Linked DNA regions of Mus musculus: all the other regions are linked to region 2. The links are chromatin contacts, called in public promoter capture Hi-C maps. All regions are on one chromosome and are shown on one strand. Each heading gives the region's core, a stretch centred on a gene start, on an enhancer-like site or on the middle of the called end of the contact. The rest is flanking DNA. Distances are from core to core; before and after follow the strand shown.

Region 1 (4,468 bases), core at 1,594-4,093, 780 kb before region 2:
GCTGAATGGATGTTTCCCGATACACAGTGAACTACTACTTACTTAGTGTGAATCAAATTCGATGACCATTAGGCATTCCTAAGGTAGCAAGTTAGAAATGACCAGAGAAGGAGGTCTTTGGAGATGGAGCCCTTCCTCTTAATCAGCAGCTTGTGAAACCAAAATGAAAATCCAAGGCTGCTCATTGTTCAGAAGAATGGGCTCTAAGTCATAGCTCTTACCCTCGACGGAGGTGTCATTTTGAACTGTCCGGAAGACCATTCATGGATAGCTTCCTAAAACTTATAAGCATATGATTTAGAGATTAGAAAGATGGGTCAGTGGTTTAAAAATTACTGGCTGTTCTTTCAGAGGACCTAGGCTCAATTCCAATTCTATAGAATCCATTGCTCTTCTGGTCTCTGTGGGTATCAGGCATGCACATGGTACACAAACATACGTGCAGCAAACACACACATAAAATAAAAATAAATCTCAAGACTATGATCTGTAAGAGACTTTCTTAGAGAATGAAAATACAGTTGGCCTTTTGAAAGAAGGTCAATCCAAGCGACCCCATCAATCACCTGGATAGGATAAGTCCCTCAGGAAAAGCTGCCTGGCTAGAGGCTTTGTAAGTAGTAAAAGCCTTCCTGAATTATAGCTCACAGAAGTCTTAGGTGCTTGACTGTGTTCCAATGGCGGCCCTCACAGCCATGTGCCTATGGACACCACTAATTAGATTCAGTGGGTTATTAAAAAAAAGAAAAGAAAGAAAGAAAGAGGCAAGAAGTTACAAGGGAGCACAAGAGGGGAGGGGCAGAGCCAAAGAAGAGTTCAAGCTGGAAGCAGGGAGCTCGTGATCAAAGTTCACCGCACATAAGTATGAAATTCCCAAAGAAAGCACAAATATTGTGTGTTTAAAATTGAAATGAAATGTAGGCCAGTATAGTTGCAGCCATCCTGGCTGGAGGGAAGATATTTTTAAGAGAAGAAATACTTGCTCTCCTCCCACTGGCTATCAGATTCTTGAGCAATGAATGCCAAAGGATTAGCATTTTCTCAGGCAGGGCTTGCTGCAGGAAGGGAGCTTGCAGGACTTGCTGTTGTCTGAAGCCCTGCTGTTAGCGGAGGCTCTTCCTTCCGAGGAATGTTACAGAGCTTTGACAGTGGATCTGGTGTCAGCTGATGAACAGGATCACGTCTCTTCCAGTTTCATATGCATTCCTCTACCTGTCCCCCCCATCTAACCCTAACCCTCACGTACCCCAAGGCAGACTCAGGCTGCTTATCTGCTCCTCCTCCCAGTGTGGCCACACTGAACACACCTCCTTTCTCTGCTTTTTGTTTTGTTTCTTGAACGGACATATTGGGAATAGAGGGGGAGTTTGAGCCTCGTTCATCCATCGGGGCTGCATGGACAGAGACTTTGACCCCAGCTACTTTTGCACACACGATGATTCCTCAGGCTGTGTCCAACCTCACCCCCTGAGACTGGGCTTTCATGTCCAGTAAACTGCATGTGTTCTACACTATGTGTGCTTTATTTGATTTTTTTTTTTTTTTTTTAGTTTTTTAAAAGAATTTTGTATAATATATTTTGATCATTTTTACCCACCTCCCCTAATTCTTCCCAGATCTCATATATATATTTGTGCTGCTCATATACCACTCTTGGACATGTGATCTTTCACTGGCATGCAGTTGACCTTCCAGGGGTCAAGCCTTTAAAAAGTATGACCATTAATTGCCAATAGCTCCTTAGTTAAGGGGAGGATTTTTTTTCAATTTTTAATAGATATTTTCTTTATTTACATTTCAAATGTTATCCCCTTTCCTGGTTTCCCCTCCGAAAACCCCCATCCCCTCTCCCCTCCCCCTGCTCACCAACCCACCCATTCCTGCTTCCTGGCTCTGGCATTCCCCTATCCTGGGGCATAGAACCTTCACAGGACCATGGGAAGGGAAGAATTTTTGCCCACCTACCATGTCCACACTGAAATTTTGGTTTGAGTCTTGTACATGCTGTGTCAACTGCTGTGTGTTCACACATGTAACTGCTCTGCTTTGTCCCCAGAACACTGTTTCCTTATAGTCACCTACCTCCTCTGCCTCTGACACTCTTTCCGCTCCTTCTACAATGTCCCCTGAGCCTTTGGAGGAAGAGCTATGATATAGATGTCCCATTAATGGCCAAGCACTCCAAAGTCCCTCATTTTTTACACCTTGACCAGCTGTGGGTCTCCATATTAATTGGCATCTAGTGCCAAAGCAAGCTTCTCTGGTGAGGGTTGAGAGATGCACTGGTCAATGGGCATAATGATAAGTGTGTGTGTGTGCGTGCGCGCACACACACACACACACACACACACATGCATACTCACACACATGCACAAACACACACACATACACACACATGCACACATACAAACACACACATGCACAAACACACATAAACGCACGCACACACATGCATACACATGCACACACACATGCACAAACATACACACACGCACACACACACACACACTCAAATTAATCTTTAAAACACAAAACAAAAATACTAAAGTTATCTTAAAAGGTTATTAAAATAATCTTCCATTTTCAACTTGATGCTTATGACAAGCTGACATTATTATATGTCAACCAGCGAAATGTGCAGCAGCAGCAGACGATTTTATGGAGCCAGACAGTGTGGGTTGCAGCTGTGCAGCTGCTTGTTCAGGGCTGAAACATCCCCTCGCGGAAGGGGATGCAGAAAAACAAGAAGCTTACAGGTAAGTGGCAGGAACTTATAAGGCTCATGAAGCCGCTTCCTGAAGGTGTAGCCGTAAATAAATGCCAGGGGAGGAGATCTGATGCTGCAGAAGGTGGGAAGCTATGCAGGGAATGTAGCTCTAGTGTGTTGTCATGGTGATGCAGCTGCCTGGAAGTCACCCCTCGCTCAAGCTGTGATAGCAGGTACCAAGCAAGTCTTTGGCTCACCAGCTGGGTTTTGATGACTTTATTTACTTATTTATTTTTTTTGGCCTGTTGTTTGTCTATTTGGGTTTGCATAGACTCTTTCCAGTCTCCCTAGGAAGAGTCATACAACACTTGGCAAAATGCAAAGCAACATTGCTCCACCTACTAATTGTTTTTATTATGTAAAATAGTTTTGATGAAATACAATATTTGTAATAACATGTAATGGTGTTATTTTAAAATGTCATTTTTTAAAAAATTTCTATTTTAAATATTAATAGGTTTCTCCATATAAACAAATGCTCCTTGAAATTCTTTGAAATTTCTAGATATATATGTGTGTGTGTGTGTGTGTGCGTGCACACCTGCATACACACGTGCATACATGGGGATGTGTATGGATGTGTGTCTGTCGTGGCATATGGGGGTCAGAGGACAACCTGAGGAGTCAGGTCTCTCCTTTCATCATGGAGGTCCCAGAATTACACTCTGGTTGTCAGGGTGGGCTTCTGCACACTGAACCATCTTGATGGCCCACATGCACATTTTTTATCCAGTATGTATTTATTACCATTTATCATATAATAAATATTTGTCATAATTATAACTTTATTGTTATAAATGTATAATTTAAGTATATTAAAAACAAAACAAAGAAAGTTGGGCCTAGTCTTTTTACTTATACCCCATAGGATTCTGTTTTGAGGGGAAAAACAATAGCCTATAATTAAGATTAGGAAATGCAAACAGAAAGGAGTTTAAAACACAGTAAGTATAAAAACAACACACTTGACTTGCCTCTGTTTGCTTCTGAGTAAGACAAGCACTGCTGAGAGTTGCTCATGGGCCAGGGTCTAGCTCCGCTCATCTGGAGCAGGAGCAGATCTGCCAGCTCTCATCTCTGCCCATCGCCTCCTCCTGTCTCCATGCCTTTACCCTTGAAGGGGGACAAGACAGGCAAATATAGGTCACAGATATAGGCCACTCATCATGTGGTGTTTCCTGAGTGGTTGACACGCCTGGGTGAATGGGCACAAATCTGAACCTAGCTTTAAAGCAGAAGGGATAGCTTTCTCCTACTTTCTCATCTGCTGGGCATCAGTAGATCCAAGAGTCGGAGCTTCTTGCAAAAGACATTCCTAGTATCTGTTTCAAAGCATTTTAAAAGAAATGTATAACTTATTTTTACTTTATGTTCATTGGTGCTTCACCTGGATGTAAATCTATGGGGTGTCAGAAGCCCTGGAACTGGAGTTGCAGACAGACGTGAGCTGCCATGTGGGTGCTGGGAACTGAACCTGGGACCTCTGGAAGAGCAACCAATGCTCTTAACAGAGCCATCTCTCCAGCCCCACAAAGTATATGTATGTGTGTGTGTTATATATATATATATATATATATATATATATATATATAATTTGATTTGTCATTATTTCTTTACAGTGTTCTTACTTGAATCTCATCTCAGACTGAGTTAACCCCATCATATGGATTAGGAAAAGTCTCATCTTAAACTCTAGACTCT
Region 2 (4,211 bases), core at 633-3,132:
GAGAAGAGAAGAGAAGAGAAGAGAAGAGGCCCAATCATGTCCTTGGAACTGTTCATCACCATTTTGTTTTTAGGCCTGTGAAAGTGGGTAATGTGATTTGTTTTTTCTTTATAAAATGTGTCTGTGTTTATCCCAAAGAGGCATCCCTTTGCACTGCGTTCACTCTGACAACAGTACATGCTTTGTGACTCTTTGAGAAAAGATCCCGCACCAATCTCTCTTAAGTCTTGTAACCACAGATCAGGCAATGCTGATCTAATTAATTGGACAGTCAAAGCTTTGTTCTCCCTGTTCTGCAGAGGGCTAGGATACCTTTACTTTCTGAGCAAGCATCAATTCACGTTGCCCCGGCTGTTCTCATTCCTCCAGGTTTCCCTGCTCACCTTCCAAAGCCTATCTCTAAATAAAAGTATAGAAACTTCATGTCTTATCTTCTATGCCCCTACTAAAAAATATAGCACATACATTTATAATTTGTAGAAAATTATGTAAGACTGTCCCTTTAAGAGTGAGCTCATCTGAACAGAACACAATGGAAACTTGTGAGGTTACTAATTTCTGGCAATGCCTTGTCTCCATTTTTCCTGTTGTTGTTTTTGCTGTAGGACATGCACTTCTCAAGTTAGTTTGTTTGTTGAGGTTTTTTTTGCTGTTGTTGTTTGGGTCACTTTTCTTTGTACAATGTTCAAGAGATGACTAAGTTGTGGAAGGGCCGAGATGTCATTTTCCTCTGTGGGAATGCTATTTATAGCTACAAGTTGTCTCTTGGCTTCCTCTAAGGGTCCACTGCTATCTGCAACAACAAGCATTAGGTCAATACATCTTTGACTGAACCCTCCCCCATGGCTGTCTACTATGGCTCTCCCTCCCTAGATACCTTACCCTGGGCTGCCTCTGGTTCCAAGACACTTCTGTATCATATCCTAAGTCAGTACTCTGCCCTCTCTGGGCTCTAGAGCACTCTCCTGAATTTTGAAATTCCTGGTATTATCATAACATTTTACAGCTTATTTTAACTTAAGAGTGATATAGTCTTGACACATTTTCATAGCAGTGAATATTATTTAAAAATATGGCTTTAAATGGCTGACTAGCCTATCATGTGGCTTTGAATTAAATACATTTATTGGAAATGTAGAACCCAATTAAAAACTTGGCTGAGGCAAAAGAAGTGGAAACCAATTGAAATAGAACCTACAGACCTCCTGCCCCAGTTTGTTGTTTAGACCCTATAGTACTTCAGTCTGGTTCTTATCTTCCCTTGCTCTAGATTTCTATTTCAGTGGATCCCCCCTAATCGGTTTCCAGAGTATCTCAAATGACTTCTTGAACATCCACTGTGGGTAACCTGCTTGCTTTGAGTACCTGCATGGAATAGCAAATCTCAGTACTTGCTCCAGGCTTGAAAGAGAAAATGTTATCCAGTCACACGGTCTATGTTTAAGATAACTCCCATAAGGCAAACGTCCCTTAGTACATTTGGGTCAAGTTTCCACCTCTGCCCAATCAGGCATCGCTGGAAGGCATCTGACATTGCAGAAGCAGACCTCCCTATGCAGTAGAGAAGGGGCAAACTCTGATATTGTCTGTTACAGACACTCAGTCACAACTAACTGCAGACCAATTCCTGTGTACTCCGTGCTCATCTGAGCTCCCATGCCTCTGTTTCTGCAAGTCGATGCTCTTTCTGCCTCCACTGTCATCCTCCTCCCTAAATGAAACCAAGCCTTTCCTTCATGGTGCACAGTACACAGAATCCCTCTTAGAGACTCGAGGAGCCGCACCGCATGCTTATGCATTTTCATCCCTGGGATGACCCTGCACCTGCACTTGGAAATGAAAGTACCACATAACCAGCTCACTGTGGGTGTTGCCGAAAGAGAGCTGCTGTTAAAGTCTCTGAACGACAGCAAGCGGTTACATTTACTTGTCAAGGTTGTAGGGTTGAACCTAGCAGATAGCAAAGTACTCTGGAAGTACTAATTACTATCATTAATCTGATTATGAATGCCGATTAAGGAAGAACTATAAAATTATAATTTTATAATAAATATTATCTCTCAAGAGGCAGCGAATTATATAGAAACCTCCTACAGTTGGCATGGACTGTCCTGACCTCCTCTCTGTTTTACAAACATGTCAAGCACACTCCTTCATTTGAAAGCCCTTGACTTTCTGGTCCCTTTTACTTTTGTGAGTCTCTCAGTGGCTCATTAATTACCTCATCTAGATCTCTGCTCAGTTTTTACCTCCTCGAAGGCAGCTTTCTGTGTCTCTCCAGAAAGTGGCTCTCCCTAATCTCTAACCTGCAGGCTTTATTTTTCCTTGGCAATCATTATACTTTCTCCATACGGCTGGTATGTTCTACATATGCCATCTTGGCAGAGAAGCTTTGGGACAAAACATTAGTCTCTCTTTTTCTCATCACTCAGTCTGTAGTGCCTGTAACGGTATATTTTGTATGCCCTTAACAACAGCAGCTACTTCCCTAGTGCATCCAAATACCCAATCGACGCTTGCTGAGTTGAGATAACTAGGTAAATCAAAAGTGCAGGCAGCTCTGAACTGGAAGCTTCCCTCAGAGTGAGGAAGGAGTGACTGCAAGGACTCCATGATTTCACAGAGCTTCAGTTTGTGAAGTCTGTTCAGTAGATTTTTTTTTTTTTTTTTTTTTTTTTTTTGGTTTCTTCTTCCCTAACTTCAAGCTTTCTAGAGACACCTAGTGGCCTCCGGGGACACTGCTCAAAGTTGCAGAAGGCTTTTGAGTGGAGTTTGGGGGCACTTTGTTTAAAATATTCTCAAAATATTTCTGTCAGTCGGTCTGTCCATCTGTCTGTCTGTCTCTCTCACTCTCTTGCTCTGTATGTGCCTGTCTCTCTTTATCTGTCTATCTCTCTGTGTAAGTGTACATGTGTGTAAAATATATGCATATTCACATATATACACAAATATATCCTTCACAGTCCTGAGAAACAACATTTATTTTTACCTTTATTTCCCTTAAAGATGACAATTTTGAGTTTGAGGAAGTTTGTTCAATGCCCCAAAACCAGAAAACAGTAATGAGAGACTAAAATCTGAAGTGGAAACTTTAAAGGGTTTTTGGAAAATCATTCACGTTGAATGGTGTTTTGCTGGGGCAAACACATGAAGGGACGTTTCATTAAAGTGGATACACATGAAAGGCTAAGGCAGACTCGTGAAGGAACGTTTCACTGAAGCAGACACAGGAGAGAGGATGTTCTGCTAAAGCAAGCACATGAAAGGACACGTGATGAAGGATTCTTTGCTAACAACACACATGTATTGGTCCATCTTACATTGCATAGTTGAACTGCATTTGTCAGGATACCATACAGAGAAATACACCAAAAAAGTTCTGGTGGTATGCTACAGTTTATTGCTACTTCTTTGGACTCAGGCTGATTGGGAAAGTGATGTCAGCTGAGACAGACTCACATGCTGAGGCAAAACTCATGGAGGACACAGGAGGTTTGGAGGACGTATAAAGAGGACTCAACCACCAGTGACAGAGGCAGAGCTAGGCTTGCTTATGGAGCTAGCTTGTGCAACCCTTGTTGGTCTCTAGTCTGCACTGATCTTTACTGAGAGAGGCACAGCCAAGAACTTCTCCTGATGTTCCTCCTGGTCCCTCTTGTTGACTTGTGCCAGGCGGAGGCCTGGCTATCTCTGCTAGATCACATCACTGCTGTTGCTAACCCAATTCTGCCAAGCTGGACTGCTGGTGTATCTGTGAAATGTTTGCAAATGGATCAAGCTGCTGCTGCTGACCTGTGAACTGAACTGCGGATTTCCAAACAATACAGACGGGAGTTGCTCCAAAGAACCCTTCTTAAACAGGTCCACTTCCCGGGTATCCTTTCTTTTCCACTATCTCTGGAGGGTGGTGAGCTAGAAAGGAGTTTAAATCGTTTAAGAACCACCGTTAAAAATAGATCTTAAAAAAATTAAAGTTACAAGCAAGTACCCCACTCAAGTTCTTGATTCAAGGGAACAGTGGGACTGTAGCTCTGAAAAGGTACAGCAGTCTTCCGGGATCATCTGCAAAGTTCTCTTGAGGTCAGCATTCCAGGCCCTGAGAAAAGACATAAGTAGTGCACCCATGGATGCAGTAATAAAATACGGCACACGTGATGCATCATATTATGCTTAGGGAAGCCAAAGCCATGAACTCGATGTATTAGAAGATG
Region 3 (4,376 bases), core at 703-3,202, 880 kb before region 2:
TGTTTATGCAACTCAAAGAGTAGCTCTCAAAGTACATCAAGAAATACATGTAACATTTTCAAGTCCACGAGTCCTCTTTGAAAACTATTTTCTGAACTCCTTCCTAAAACTTTTCTTAGGAAATACAGCCTACACTGTATGTGTGAAGACAAAGTACCTAGAATGGTGTTCTTCTTCAATGACCTCTGAACTTATCTTGACTTTAGTGGGCAGGACTACAGGATGCAAAGCACAGCAGCACATTACATATGGAGGCTCCACAACCAACAGAAATTATCTTTTCCTTTGTTCTTTTATTAATGCCATCCTAAAACACGTAGAGAAATTTGACCCTTCAAAGGATAGTTTGGGTTCCTTTCATAATCTTTTTCATATAATTTCATCCAGTGGCCTTATTTTATCATCTTATCAATATTTGCAAACTAGTTATAAATCTTAACGTTGCTGATGTCACTTTTATATCACCCAAAGTCTTGGAAGGGTTGGCCATTAGCACGCCTACAACACCAGCACAGACAATAATCATGTTTTTATTACATGAGGGAGCTTGCCTTTGCCCTCCCTTCATCTCCAGTCGTGCCCTTGCCTACCAGCATCACATCCGTCTTGTCTGCATTGAACCTCAACCAGTTGGTTCTTAACCACGTCCGAAACTCAGCCAGGCACTGGGAGAATCGAGCCACCACACCATCTGGATTAAAGGAAAGAAAGCCTCAGTAGCAAAGAGACAGAGACAGTTACCTCAAGCTCACTCAGTCTCACATTTTCAAAAGATGTCCCAGAACCAGGTCAACCGCCCCGTGGGAATTTCAGCAAAATGAAACAAAGATTGAGTCCTGCAATTTATAAGCAATGCTAAAGATTACAAAGAACCCAATAATTACATTTCTGTATTTCACCCATGATTTGAGAAAAGTCTAGTCAATTCCGGGTCATCTCCGTTAAGCGGTCTTAGAAACCTAGCTGGTCTTAAAATTGCCTAAGGTCTTCTGCAAAATTACAAAAATTGAGGTTTAATAGAAAAACTGAAGCCCTCCCCGGGAGTGGGGGAAGAGACTTGCCCAAGGTCACACAACATGCAAGGACCAGAGATGGGAACCAGGCCAGCAAGCATCTACATTACAAGCTAAAAGAATAAGGCCACTCGCGGGGGAGATAGGCACTGGGAGCGGCTGGTTCCCTGCAATGCTGTCTCTGAGTCTCTCGCCCCTCTAGCTCCCTCCGACAACGGCAGGTTGACCCAGGTTGCGCCTATCACCTCAAGGGATGCTCTGCTAAGAGAGCCAACCTCAACTGGCTGGACAGCTAGAGAAATCAGGGGCACAGAGGTGGAGCCACGGGGGAGTGGCCAGGAAGCCACACCCCTGCCGCGGAGCGAGGGCCGACCGAAAAGGGCGGGAGCTGGCCTGCCCGCCCCGCAAACTCACTCCGCAGCGTAATCCCGGCGCGCCGCGGAAGCGGCGAAGATTGGGCGCCGCCGCCGCCACCGCGAAGGCCGAAAGACCGGGGAGGGGCGGGGCGGAAACTACGCATGCGCGCCAGACGGCAGCGCCTCCAAGCCGCCAGCCCTCCCGGTACACTCGGGCAGCCCCGCCCCGGAAGTTAGGAGTCTTCCGGGCGGCGCTCTCCCGTGGGGGGAGGGGAAGTGGGGAAAAGGAGACTGCGAGCGCCCCTGGGGCCCCGGTTCCCGATCGAAGGATGGGTAAGATGGTCTGTGGAGGCTGCACTTACAGCCGCCGCTGCTGCCGCCGCCTCCGCTGCTGCCGCCGCCGCCTGGAGACGCCCCATCCATCCGCCTGCAGCCGGGAGACTCGCAGCCTGGGAGGGGCCTAGGGCCTGGGCCGCCCGCCTCCTCCGAATCGTCGCCCGAGCTTCCTCCAGCTCCACCAACCCTCTACCCTCCCCTCCGCCTCCGCCCTCCTCCTCCACCTCGAGCGGCCAGCCAACCGCGCGGCCGCTTCTTGAGCCAGGCTCCGCGGTCGCCATGGCGCCCGGCAAACATTCCTGAGCTGCTGAGCGGGCAGTTGGGAGTCCGGGCATCGCCGAACCTGCTGGGGAAGGGGGCGCCGAGCCCTGGTCTAAAAAGTCACCACCATGCATAGCTCTCCGACGAGCACCCGCAAGCAGGCCAGCTTCGCCGCGTAAGTTCCGCACTAGATCCGTGTGGCCCGTTCCTCTAGATCCCGGAGAGACAGCCAGCCCTTCGGTTTGGAAAGGGGTTCCCAACGCATTCGATCCCGCGGAGCCCCCCAGGCAGCGCCGGATCCTCTGGCTTGATTCGGTCTGTGTAAAAACTCCCGCTGCCGTGCTAGACCGGAGTTTGTCGAGGACCACCCTGCCTATTTCTTCCAAGCGCTTTTTCTTGTATTCTTTCATTAGGTCTCTCAACTTCCAAGCTGTCTCGTGTTCTGGCTCCTTGGTCTCTGAGCAACCAAAGCTAATTTTAATATGTACGCCAGCAGAGGATTTTTTTTTTTCATCTCTTTCTGCCAGCTTACCTTAAGACTCTTAACTGCTTAGTTCATGCCGCTAAGCTAGGAGAAAGGCCCAAAGATAATGTGGACTCGTGTGGCGTTGAACTTGGAAGTGGTTTGAATTTTCATTAAAATATTCCCCCTTTCATGCTCGAACATTTCAGTGGTTTTGCGGTCTTCCCAGAGCAGCCACATCTTTTCTTCCAACATCCTCTCAGCTAATTCGCCCTTTGAACTTACTGAAAGTTCTGAGGAGAGAGCCTTGCATTTGCCCTTGAGTTAAGTGCTCAGCCTTACATCGCTTCTCCGAAAAAGCGCTTTCCAATAGCTTACAACAGTCGGTTGGCACTTTAGTTGTTAACTAGCCAGTCACCAGCTTTGATCTAAATGACCACTTACTTTACTGAGTTTTGAAATGCTTCAGTTAGCTAATAGGACATTTTTCAATCTTCACTAGGCTCGTGGCTAGTTTCTGCTGTTATGTATCAATGTCTGTTTGTGTTTATAGATCAGGGTCTTTCGCCCTGTGTAGCCCTGGCTGATATGGAACTGGTTTGAAAGTGCTGGGATTAAATAAAGGCTTGGGCCACCTGGCCTGGCCTTCTTTTTCAAAATAGTTTACTAATCTGTCTCCTTCCTAAATATGTGTTGTGGAGGCAGGTGGTTCACTTCGTTGTTGCCTTGTGCCTTTCAAAGTTAAGTATATGCATGATTCACAAGTTTTCTTATCTCTTCAAGATCTCTCTCAAGAAAACAAAACTGAAGCAATTACACCCAGTGTGCTCGAAATTCATCCTCAGCGCTGTAATTTACTGCCCCTTTGTTTCCAGTCCGCAGCCATCCCAGTTCATTAAACTGCAACCCTTGCACTTCCTCGGTATGGGTCCTGCATCTTTACTGCCAAGCATTGAGGGCCACTTCACTTCGTCAAGTAGCTGTGCTCTCCAGACCTAACAGTCATTTCTGCATTGGAATAGCTGGCTGAATCGTCTGCTTGCCAACACCCTCCACATAGTAGTCTGCACAAAACTTCCTTAAGCTTTTCCCTTTCCCTCTGAGCTCCCTTTCTTCCAAGTCCCCACGGGATCTGGCTTTGGATTATGCCCCTTGAGTATGATGTAACATCCCGCAGCACGCACACACACGCACATATACACACACATAGGCCAGGAACGCTATTACGCTTCGAGTTTATCCCCATGAGTATATTATATTCTCCAGGTTTTTTTTTTTCCTTAGTTTTTCAAGACAGGGTTTCTGGAACTCTCTGTAAACCAGGCTGGCTCTAATTCACAGAGATCTTCCTGCCTCTGCCTCCAACCTCTTGGGATTGTGGGTGTGCCCCCCCCCCCCCCAGCTCATATTATGTCCTCTTTTGTTTTGTGCACTGCTGTAGACTCTTACCTAGAATGGAGAACATCTTTAGTACACATTGGTAAACTGAACAAATAAGTAGATACATACACATTTGTAGCTTGTTACTTAAGTTTTTTTCCTTGCTTAATTTCTGTTTTGCCTTTATGGAGATATTAAAGTGAAACTAAATTAAATTTATACAAATTAAGACAAAAATGATATAACACTTATTAATGCAAAACAAACACAAAAGCTACCATGATTTTCATTTCAAAGGGGATAAGATGGTTTACTCTGGGGCTTAGTGTGAGTGACCATGGCCTGGGAACAGGCATTCAGGTTTCCTAAACACCAGGTTCCAGTGTGGTAAATGTCTCATGAGACTTGATAGGAATGACAAATCGTAAGTCAAGGCACTTTTTACATACACTGGTGGACAGGGATGCTGGTAGGTTTCAGCAGAGTGGGGAACTTTCTGTCATAGCCCTTGGGTACTCTGATAACAGTCTTAAGGCCTTTTAGTTGATGGAAACCAGTGGTCTGCCA

The links. Promoter capture Hi-C pulls out the DNA fragments that hold promoters and counts their contacts.
Region 1: a promoter capture Hi-C map of neutrophils shows a contact between it and region 2, with 4 times the contacts expected there. The contact joins the promoter of BB031773 here to the enhancer-like site in region 2. A contact is called at or near these places in 4 of 39 promoter capture datasets (the C10 cell line, cranial neural crest, hippocampal neurons and 1 more), 1 of 484 Hi-C or Micro-C datasets (liver) and 1 of 9 other capture datasets (macrophages).
Region 3: a contact with region 2 is called in a promoter capture Hi-C map of cranial neural crest, with 4 times the contacts expected there. The contact joins the promoter of Wdr78 here to the enhancer-like site in region 2. A contact is called at or near these places in 6 of 39 promoter capture datasets (cranial neural crest, frontonasal cranial neural crest, hippocampal neurons and 3 more), 5 of 115 datasets of contacts at active chromatin or transcription factors (astrocytes, bone marrow-derived macrophages, embryonic forebrain and 2 more) and 1 of 9 other capture datasets (embryonic stem cells).

Annotation. Positions count from the first base shown.
Region 1 is chr4:103,010,340-103,014,807 of GRCm38.p6, reverse strand. BB031773 (expressed sequence BB031773) reads left to right here and starts at 2,843. Exons shown (of 4, transcript NR_028391.1): 1 at 2,843-2,940; 2 at 4,387-4,468.
Region 2 is chr4:102,227,627-102,231,837 of GRCm38.p6, reverse strand. It overlaps a transcript of Pde4b not described here. Among named protein-coding and RNA genes, the nearest start is that of Pde4b, 25 kb to the left of the region's middle. Within about 2 kb of position 1,882, at least 15 of the 459 cell types and tissues checked have an H3K27ac peak or open chromatin away from gene starts, as enhancers often do.
Region 3 is chr4:103,111,875-103,116,250 of GRCm38.p6, reverse strand. It overlaps Wdr78 (WD repeat domain 78), which reads left to right and starts at 1,952. Exons shown (of 17, transcript NM_146254.4): 1 at 1,952-2,141. The coding sequence starts at 2,095. It also overlaps a transcript of Mier1 not described here.